3 separate regions of the Mus musculus genome follow, and regions 2 and 3 are each linked to region 1. A link is a contact called in public promoter capture Hi-C data. All regions are on one chromosome and are shown on one strand. Each heading gives the region's core, a stretch centred on a gene start, on an enhancer-like site or on the middle of the called end of the contact. The rest is flanking DNA. Distances are from core to core; before and after follow the strand shown.

Region 1 (3,262 bases), core at 541-3,040:
CATAAGAGAGAAGCTTGTCAGGTGAGTTCCTTCAAGCATTTAAGGAAGTCAGCACTCACTAAAGTCAATACTGTTTCCTTTGGTTTCTACGTCCATGGACCAAAGCGACAGTCTGAGCATGTGATAGATGCAGAAAAGCGGGAGGCAGCCACACAGGGAAGATTAGTATGGGAAGGTGATAAGAGCTATATCTGAACACCATGGCTAAGCTGTGACAAGAAAGCAGGGAGGTGTGAATGTCAGGTTGGAAGTGAGAAGCAAGGAGACTGAAGGGAAAAGCCAGGGCCAGAAATGGACTGTCACTGTCCCGTGTGCCACACTCCAGAACCTCAGTAACACGGCCTCAGAAAACTTCCCTGGGCCTGGGGGATGAAGGCTAAGCTTAGGCAGTGCTTGCCGTGCAAGTATGAGTACTGAGTTCAGATTCCCAGCACCAAACGCAAAGCCAGGGGTGTGGGCCAGCACCTAAAATCCCAGCGCTAGGCAGGTGGAGAGAGGAGGGTCCCTAGGCTTGCTGCCCAGCCAGGTTTGAGTCAATGAGCTCCAGTTTCAGCAAGAGACCCCGCCTCAAAAAGTAAGGTGTAGGCTGGGGAGATGACGAAGTGGATAAAAGCACTTGCAGCCACAAGGCTGAGCTAAGTTCAGATTGGTAGAACCCACATGACAAACTGTATGTACTGACACATACATGCAATCAGTGTTCCTGTGGTGAGATGAGAGAGATGGATGGGAGAATAACCCAGAATCTGTGGGCCTGCTAAACTGGACTATATGACAGACAGCAGAAAGAAGGACACCCTGTCTCAAACAAAGCAGAAGGTAAGAACTGACCCAGTAAAGACAGCAAACCAAGTAGAGTGGCTCACATCTATAATCTGGTACTTAGGAACCTGAGACAGGAGGCTTGCTATAAGTTCAACTCAATCTGTTCTATGTAGGAGTTCCAGGACAGAGAGCTACATAGCTCATGTCCCAAACAAAATAAAAAGATTATGCTAGGCAGCACAAATGATGCAGTAAAGGGTCCAAGACCTAATACTCTATTCCATCAGTCACTCCTTGACTTAGTTTCTAATGAGTAAGTGAACTCTTGTGAACAGGAAATTGGTGTCCCCTCCTGCCCCTCCCACAATGCTGGGTCGGAGCACATATCTGCCCCTGATCATTCAGGGATGCCACTGATGACTGAAGATACTTTCCAAGACCAATAAGAACAGCTCTGGAAGGCAGAGTTCTGCTTCTCCACAAGTAGTATGGTTATTTCCGTTTTACACTAGAGAAGTCATCTGGCCCAGCAATCTTTCCACTGATCTGACCTACAGTATGATAAGCCAGGCCCTTTAAAGGGTACCACTACTAGGAGGCAGCTCCTCACTCCCTTCCCCATAATTCTGTCCCCGTTCTGGGCACAGAACTTGTCCAGGTTATCCAGTGTGTGCCATTTGTGAGCACAAAGCAGGGCAAACAAGGCTCAGATGGTTTGAGACAGGAGGTGACAGGATTCTTGAGTTCCTCTGCGGGATGATGCCAAACACATAGACTGCCAAAAGCAGGGCTTCTTGTTCTGCTTTAGCTTTAAGGAGAAGCTTTGAGGGCTGAAGTAACAACTTGATGGAAACACAGAAAGCTGTGTTGGTGGCCTTGGGAACCACCTTTGCTGGGGACGATGCCATAAGCACGCGAGTGTGGTGGGTTTCTAGGAGAAACCGGGATGCAAGGCTGTGTGGGCGGAGCCTGCGGGGCGGGGCTCTGGGGCGGAGCGAGCTCCGCTCCTCAGGCAGGCTCCGCTCCCGACTGTAGTTTAAAAGGCTGGAAGGCGGGCTTCGAGAACTAGTATCCTGAGAGTGCCAGAGAAGAGCCTGTTTGGCACAGCCATGACCCGGCAAGCAGGGAGCTCTTGGCTCCTCCGTGGTCTCCTGCTCTTCGCATTGTTCGCTTCCGGCGTCGCTCCCTTCAACTGGGATCTCCCGGAGCCCCGCAGCCGAGCAAGCAAGATTCGAGTGCACCCTCGGGGCAACCTCTGGGCGACCGGTAAGTGTTAGGGGACCCCCTATAAGCATGCCTCATTCTCCTTGGTCCTCAGTTTCCTTTTCAACACTTTGGAGGCTCTTGGTAGCGGAGCTCCTGCAGTCGCGGGGGGCTCATCAAGTTTAACAGATGGGAATCTTGAGACCCTAGACATGGCTAAGATAACCCACTCAGAAAGTTTAAGACAGAGATTAGATCCGGTTACCAGTCGGTTAGGCAGACTGACAAGTCTTCTCACCTCATGTCTTCTCTGCATCCATTTAGAGGCACCTTCTCCACTTCCTTCCCTGGCAGGTAGTCTCCCTGGTCCTGGGCTATCTACCCGTCTTCTATCCTCCAGCGGGTCAGGAAAAGCTCAGGATGTCAGCTTTGCCTCCACCCAGAGATCTGTGGCTTCTGAGGATAATGTTTCTTGTCTTCCCTCTGTGAGAGCCGAAAGGTCGACTAGACCAGAGCTTGCTGTGGTGATGGGGTCCTCATCTTGAGCTCCCATGTACCTTGGCACCTCCTTTCTTAGGTCACTTCATGGGCAAGAAGAGCCTGGAACCCCCGAGCCTGTCACTGGTGGGGACAGCACCCCCTAACACCCCGAGGGACCAGAGACTACAGCTGAGTCATGATCTGCTCAGGATCCTCCTGCGAAAGAAAGCTCTAGGCATGAACTTCAGTGGCCCAGCTCCCCCAATCCAGGTAAGCCCCCTCCCCAGTACCAGCATGGAAGAATTGCTGCCCAGCATGTCTTCAGGGTGGGACTGCCTAGCCAGACGGTAATGGATTCCAGAAAGCCAAGGTCCCAGGGCTCAAAGGGGGAATATCCCAAAGACTGGAAAATGACGCAGCAGCCAGACTACATGGGGGAAAAAGTTCCTCCTTGCCCATCCCCAGTCTGACGTCGCAGACTAGGAGTATTCTAGCTCTTAAATAGAGTGTTCTCCAGGCCACACAGCCTTGTCCACCCCAGCTGTCATTAGCCAAGCCCACCTTTGCCATGCCAGGCTGTGCTTGTGTCCCAAGCTGTGATCCCTACGGCCTTGAGGTGGAAGGGAAGTGACCAGTGGTGACACCTCAGAACCAGCCTGCTTTCCAGTCTCCCATCCACTTCCCAATGCCAGTGTTCCTGACAGTAAAGGCTCTGCAGGGCTGTCCTTTGCATTTGAGATGCTTAGCACATCCCTGGTCTCTACCCGCCAGAGGCCAGTAGCACATTCCCTTCTCACCAAGTTGTGATAACCAA
Region 2 (3,262 bases), core at 261-2,760, 1.2 Mb after region 1:
GTTTGCTTTTTTTTTTTTTTTTTTTTTTTTGAAACAAGATCTAGCAGCCCTGGCTAGCCCTGCACTGTGACAGTCCTGCCTCAGCTTTCCATGGACAGTCATTGAGGTGGTGTTTTTAGAATAAATGGAAGATGACAGGTGTGTCTGGTGTGTCCAACTGGAACACAATAGAGAAAGAGCACAGGCCACAACAACAAAGGGGTTTGCTTTTGTTTTGGAGATGGGGCCTCTCTGCATAGACCTGGATGGAGGCTAGAACTAGAGAGAGACCTGCCTCTCTGCCTCCTGAGGGCTGGGGCGTCATCAGGCCGGGCCAACAACAAAGGTTAAGAGAGGTTTCTACTGCCTCAGAGGGAGAGGATTAGAGGTCCAGGAAGACACAGCAGCACTAGACAAAACAAGCGGCCAAGTCCTGTAGCCTGGCTGAACCAGGCTTCCACCATGCTGGAATACAAGTGCTGTGTAGCAAAACTAAGGACGCAAAAGCACCCAGGTACCAAAGCGCAGAGGCTCTTCCACACTCGGATTTAATAGGTACCCAGAATCTACCCATTTTGTTGGAGGAACGCTGTCCTTTGCGACCCGCAAGGGTTTCCCTCGGAAGGCACACGGGGTTCATTCTGGGTCTGTGGCACTTTACGGAGCCTGACAAGTTCAGCTGTCGGGGAGTTGCGGACCGGATCCAGACTGCTTCTCACCTTACCTTAGATCGCTCGGTGGTGTCCACCCAGTACAAGGTGATATTTCGGGCGATCATAACCTCTTGGACTCTCTTGGGCAACACCTTCTCCATCACCTGCTTGGGGGTGAGCGGCACGCGTTGAGCCTGTGCCTCGCACCCGGACACGAACTGAAGCAGCTCCCTCTGCGAGTGAGGACAGGGCGCCAGGAGGAAGACGGCGTTCCCAAAGCCCCCGAGCGCGGCCTGGGCCTCCCTGGCCTCGCCGTCGGCGTCCAGCAGCCTCCTGCCGCTACTCCGCAGGATCGGCTTGGTGGGCGACGTGATCTCCGGCCGGTCCCACTGGTAGTCGAGCAGCGTCTCCATCAGGGCACCGTGCGTGTGGGTGGCTCTGGGCGTCGGGCCCGGCAGGTGAGCTCCGGGAGGGCGATCCCCCAGCCTGGCCTCCAGCTCCTCCTCGAAGTCCTCCCAGGAGCGGCTCCCCAGCTCGCGGAAGTCGGACACGCGGGAGGGCCGGCTCCGTGCCCCCTGAGAGTCGAAGAACTTGAAGGTCCAGTGGACCCTGGCAAGGCCGAAGCGGCAGCTCAGGTAAGTGAGGAGCCGGAGGGCGGCGCGTCGGGCCGGGCTATGAGGAGCAGAGACGCCCGCTGTGTCCACCAGCAGCATCACTTTGTGACAGCAGGCCATCTCGGCCGCCACGGGACTCCCTCTGCCCGGCCGCGCGTGGCCCTTCCTGAGGTAAAGCACTCTCTTCAGAGAACCAGCGCCATTGCCCGCTTCTCTGAGGCCCTGCTCCGAAGGCTCCCGCGCTCTCCGACAGCTGCAGCTATTGGAGGAGCTGGTACCCAAACTCGGCTCCTATTGGCTGCAGGCTGAACGTAAGTTACGTAAGCACTTCCCTCTTTAACCCTAACTGGAAGGCGTGTGGAAGACCTCCGCTTGATTGGTGGAGGGTGTGGCGGTGGGCGGGGCGCTGAGTTCCGGGAGAAATGTAGTTCTCATTGGCCTGAGCCTTCGTTTTAAAATTTAAAGAGGCGGTACTTCGGGGGCGTGGCGGTGGGCGCGGAAGCCTTCGTTTGGGCTACTGTGCGCAGATGTGAGTGTGAGTGTGAGTGTGAGTGTGTGAGTGTGAGTGTGTGAGTGTGAGTGTGAGTGAGTGTGTGTGTGTGTGTGTGTGTGTGTGTGTGTGTGTGTGTGTGTGTCTGTACACGCGCGCGCGTACGTGAGTGTGTGTGTCGCCTGCGGAAGGCGGGGCGTGTTTACTAGAACCCTGAAGCCTGGGATGTGCACAGTGAGGGGTTTAGGATGCTTGAGTCAAGTTCACTTTAGACTACTCTTAAGTCTTTTAGCCTATGACGGAGGGCTTAATTTTTTTTTTCTGTAAAAGACGAAAGGAACATTTCATAATCCTCAAACTCGAGGGACGGAGGTAGGAGGATCGCAGGTTCCAAGCCAGCAGGGGCTACTTAGCAAGGCTGGAGCATAGTGGAAGGACCTCGGATACTCTATTGTAAAGGTCTGGAAGGCAGGGAAGTGTTTTCGGGAAGAAAGAGAAGTGACAGAAGAGCAATACGGGTCCTAGGTAGGAAAATGTAATATAAAGATACCTAATCAGACGTCTGCAGAGCACCTGGGGAGGCTGTTTTACAAACTAAGGAGTGAACACACCAGAGAGTACGCAAGCCAGTCCAATGGGTGCAGAAAAAAACACTAGAACGTCCGATTTCCAGCACCCGCCTTCTTACAGCTCATCCATTCAGTAGATTAGTGTTTTCTGAAGTCTTGGTTTTGTTTTACTTGTTTTTGTTGTGTGTTTGTTTTTGTGACTTTCTTTTATATTCCAAATTGGCCTCAAACTGTACCTTGTACTTCTCTGATCATCCTGCCTCCACCTTCCTAGTTCTGGGACTGTAGACATGCCCCTGCACCAAACGCAGTTTATGGGGTATTGGGGATCAAACCCAAGACTTCCTGAATGCTGGACAGTCAAGCACTGAACCAACATCTCCAACACTCATTCGTGTCTTCCTCCTCCCCCCTCCCGCTTTCTTTTTAACTTTATTGTATATGGGGGCAGGGAGGTGTTGCTAGGGATGGAACTCCCAGCCTGGCATGTTGTTAGCAAGTATGCTCCCTCTTGGTCTCATCTCTGGCCAGTGGATTTTTTTTTGTGTGTGTGTGTGTGTATGGGCGTTTTGCACATGTGCATGCCTGTGCTCAGAGATCAGAATAGGGTGTTGGATCCCCTGGAACTGGAGTTGCAGCTGATTGTGAGTCAGCCTTGCATGATGGGAATCGAACCCAGATCTTCTGGAGGTGCAGCAAATGCTTTAATCCACTGAGCCATCTCTTCAGCCCCTCATATGTGTTTCCTATTGGTACCACAGTAAGAGGATTTGGGATTATCTGATTGAGTTTTAACTTAAATGACTTAAAAAAAAAAGGACATGTGGCCTTATGAAAGTAAGTAAGCCACATATTATTAATGTTCCTAATATAATTATAAATCAATATATAAAAATAATGGAGACGACACCATTTCTAGAATGATAGCTTGCCAGCCATATTTTGAAATAAAAAGAA
Region 3 (3,262 bases), core at 276-2,775, 1.1 Mb after region 1:
GAAGAAAACAAGGCTAGTCTGGGACAAGGTGTGACTCAGTAGGAGGGCAATCGCATAGCAACCCCCTGGCCATGAGGTAGGGCAAGAGTAGAGCTAAGCTGTCTAGCAATGGAGAGGATGGGAATGTAGAGAGGACATCATTTACGATGCCTCTAAACCGGAGTTCCTACAGGTAAGTAGAGGTATGGGGTTCGACAGCTCAGGGTCTCCCTTGGAACAGGGAGATCACCTTGAATTATATGGGTGCATCGCATGGGAGAAGCCAGTCAGTATCAGAATGACAAAGCCGAGAGTTGAAGCACCGGTCACTCCTCGCTCCAAAGGTGGCCTCAAGCCAAGGAATGTGGGTGCCTCTAGCCATCGGAAAAGACAAAGATGCTCTCTCTTAGAGCTTCCAGAAGGGAAGCTTCCCACGGACACCCCGAGTTTCAGTACAGTGAGTCTGATTTATAAACAGTATGAGAATAAGCATGTGTCTTTTAAAGTTTGTGTTATTATAGCAGCAATAGGAAACTAATAGAAATGGTACCCTGAATTGCCAATAAAAAAGATGCCCAGGGAGGGAGTGCCCTGGAACACACAGTATCTCGAAGCGGAATGGGGACAAGAAGCATAAACTCCTGGATGCAATCCTTTATTTGCTAGAGGCTTCTAATAACTTTGACTTCTTGAAGACAGCCTAGGTGTCAAGAGTTAGCCAGAGCTTGGCCTGGAGAGGCTGAAGTCAAGGTCAGTCTGGGCTACAGTGAGTTCAAGGTCAGCCTGGATGATTCAGTGAGCCCTTTCCTTTAAAAAGAAATAAAAGAAAAAAGAAAAGGGCTGAGGATGTAGCTCACGGCTGAGCACTTATCTAGTACGCATGAGGCACTGGACTTAAACCACAGTACTAGAAGAAAATAAGGGAGGGAGGGAGAGAGGGAGAGAGGGAGGAAGGGGAGAAAGAGAAAGGAAGAAAAAGTTAGAATTGGTGGATGATCCAGGCTCATGGAAAAAGTGTAGCAGTGAAGCAGGATTGTTGCTAGTTTGAGCTTGGCCTGGACTACATAATAAGTTCGGAGGAAGAGGAGGAGGAGGAGGAGGAGGAGGAGGAGGAGGAGGAGGAGGAGGAGGAGGAGGAGGAGGAGGAAGAAGAAGAAGAAGAAGAAGAAGAAGAAGAAGAAGAAGAAGAAGAAGAAGAAGAAGAAGAAGAAGAAGAAGGAAGAAGAAGAAGAAAAGATAATCAGATTAAGTTCTGTGGAAAGCCTCCAGAACTGTGGGGATTATCCTGTAAACTTTTGAGGCTGTGAGCCCCTCCCTCCAGCTGCAGATGTCTCCCAGATGTGGTGGGCGAGACACTGGGACAGCGGCGGCGCGAAGTGTGGGTGGGTGAGGGCGAGAGGTCTGGGTCTGGCGCGCTGGGGGCCAGGGGCCGCACCGTCGGGGGAGCGGCTGTTTGCGTGCAGGCGGGGAGGAGCGCGGGCGGAGCCGGGTGGGGGGGGGCGGGTGTAGTTCGGGCGGAGCGGTGGTGGGCTCGGGTTACTTCCCTTTAACCCGCCAGAGCAGGCGGGCGGAGGCGAGGCAGGAGCAGCTCGGAGAAGCGTGCAGTCCTAGGCAAGTGTGGGAAGGCAGCCATGGGCTGCGGAAGTTTGGGGACACCGGGTGTGGGGCTTGGCATCTGGGGTGCGGGAGCCAACTGAAGCTTCTGCCCCTACTCAGATGGGTAAACTGAGGTCCGGGAGCTGCCGAAGCTGTTGGAGTGAGTCCCCGAGGGTGCCAGCGGCTCTTGGCCTCCAGGTGTCTGCAGGGCTCCGAGGGAAGCTCCGGCCTTGGTGACAGAAGATGGCCAGGCCTGGAGAAAAAGGGGTGGCTGGAGCCCAGGAACGGTAGCTGGAGTCTGGTGGCCAGACTCAAGGGTTAGAGGGCGGGTGGTGAGGGACACATAGAGGACGGAGCCAGAGATGAGAGGATACAGAATGGCTGAAGTATAGAGGACTAGGGATGGCGCGAGTGGAACAGAAGGTGCACGCTGACCCCTGGAAGTCACGGAGCAAAGACACATGTTTCTGCTCTACAGTCCCAGTCGGGTTAGAGCGGCGGCCCTGGCCCTGTGCCCCAGCCTCTGTGAGGAGACGGGAACTAGACTTTATCCTAGACCCTCGGTTGCTGTGCTCGTCCCATGCATAGATAGGCATGCCTCCTGGATGCGCACCAGGATTCTGCTGCGGTGGCCTCCAGAGAGCAGAGCTGGTGGCAACCCAAGCTTTTTCAGCAGAGGGGTCTTTCCAAATAGACTACCTCCAATAAGGCAGGCTGCCTGCCCTGGAGAGTCTGGGCTTTGGTGACTTAAAACCCAATCCTGCTCTGAGGATACCAGTGACATGTGCTGTTGGGAGATTTCAGGGCACTTCTGTGACTGATGGATCTGAGGTCTAGGGATGTCAGGACCTTGGCCAGTTTATTTGTGAAAGTAGAACTTGGAGCAGGTGGCCTCCCACCTCTGTCAGCGTGGGTGGCTAGTAAGAAGGAGGTGGCCCGGCACCAAACAGGAAGACTGGCCACAATTCCCCATGGGGAAGGGAGCTTTTCCTACATGTGACAGGCCAGGTACAGGAACTAGGACTGTGGCTACGGTGGATTGTGGAATACCTGAGCAATGAGCTGTATAGCTTAGGTTGGCTTGGATCTCTAGGCAATCCTCCTGCCTCAGCCTCTGGATTTGATTATGGTACTCTCCCCCAACTCCACAGGATTTGAACCTAGGGTCACATGCATACCCTGCAGAGTTCCTGAGGGGGCCGCTGCAAGGTGCTCGCCCTTCAGCCCAGAATCCCAGCAGGCTGGTAGCCACTCACCTCAGGCTGAGGGATCCTATAGATTATACCTATGAGGGCAGGGCAAGGCCTCTGCAGAACTGTGTTTGTAGCAGTTTCTGCTGACCCCCGTCTTATGAGTATCACTTCTCAGAACAGTTCCCCATTCCTGATCATGGTCTGACTGAAGGGAATCTGTCCTTCTTGTGGCCTTTAAAGCCACTTCCATCAAAGAAAGTGTGGGACTGTATGACTAGTGCACTTCGCTTGCCCTACAAAGCCCCTCTGTCCCTGCCCCACAGGGACACTGCTCTGGCTCACAAAGGTCAACCTGCCATGGGTTTAATGTGGTTCCCACAGAATGGAGTGTCCAGAGCTCCCAAAGGAAGCACCCTGGGGATTGGCCCAGCCCAGCCCAATCCAGCTGTGACATGGGGATAGGCCATCAGCCAGGATGGTCCTGCTCTGGGGCC

The links. Promoter capture Hi-C pulls out the DNA fragments that hold promoters and counts their contacts.
Region 2: a promoter capture Hi-C map of neutrophils shows a contact between it and region 1, with 4 times the contacts expected there. The contact joins the promoter of Ticrr here to the promoter of Nmb in region 1. A contact is called at or near these places in 2 of 39 promoter capture datasets (neutrophils and pre-B cells).
Region 3: a promoter capture Hi-C map of liver shows a contact between it and region 1, with 2.6 times the contacts expected there. The contact joins the promoter of Anpep here to the promoter of Nmb in region 1. A contact is called at or near these places in 3 of 39 promoter capture datasets (liver and pre-B cells).

The regions. Positions count from the first base shown.
Region 1 is chr7:80,903,590-80,906,851 of GRCm38.p6, reverse strand. Nmb (neuromedin B) reads left to right here and starts at 1,790. Exons shown (of 3, transcript NM_026523.4): 1 at 1,790-2,031; 2 at 2,546-2,718. The coding sequence starts at 1,875.
Region 2 is chr7:79,658,444-79,661,705 of GRCm38.p6, reverse strand. Ticrr (TOPBP1-interacting checkpoint and replication regulator) reads right to left here and starts at 1,510. Exons shown (of 22, transcript NM_029835.1): 1 at 704-1,510. The coding sequence starts at 1,366.
Region 3 is chr7:79,846,473-79,849,734 of GRCm38.p6, reverse strand. It overlaps Anpep (alanyl (membrane) aminopeptidase), which reads left to right and starts at 1,525. Exons shown (of 21, transcript NM_008486.3): 1 at 1,525-1,590.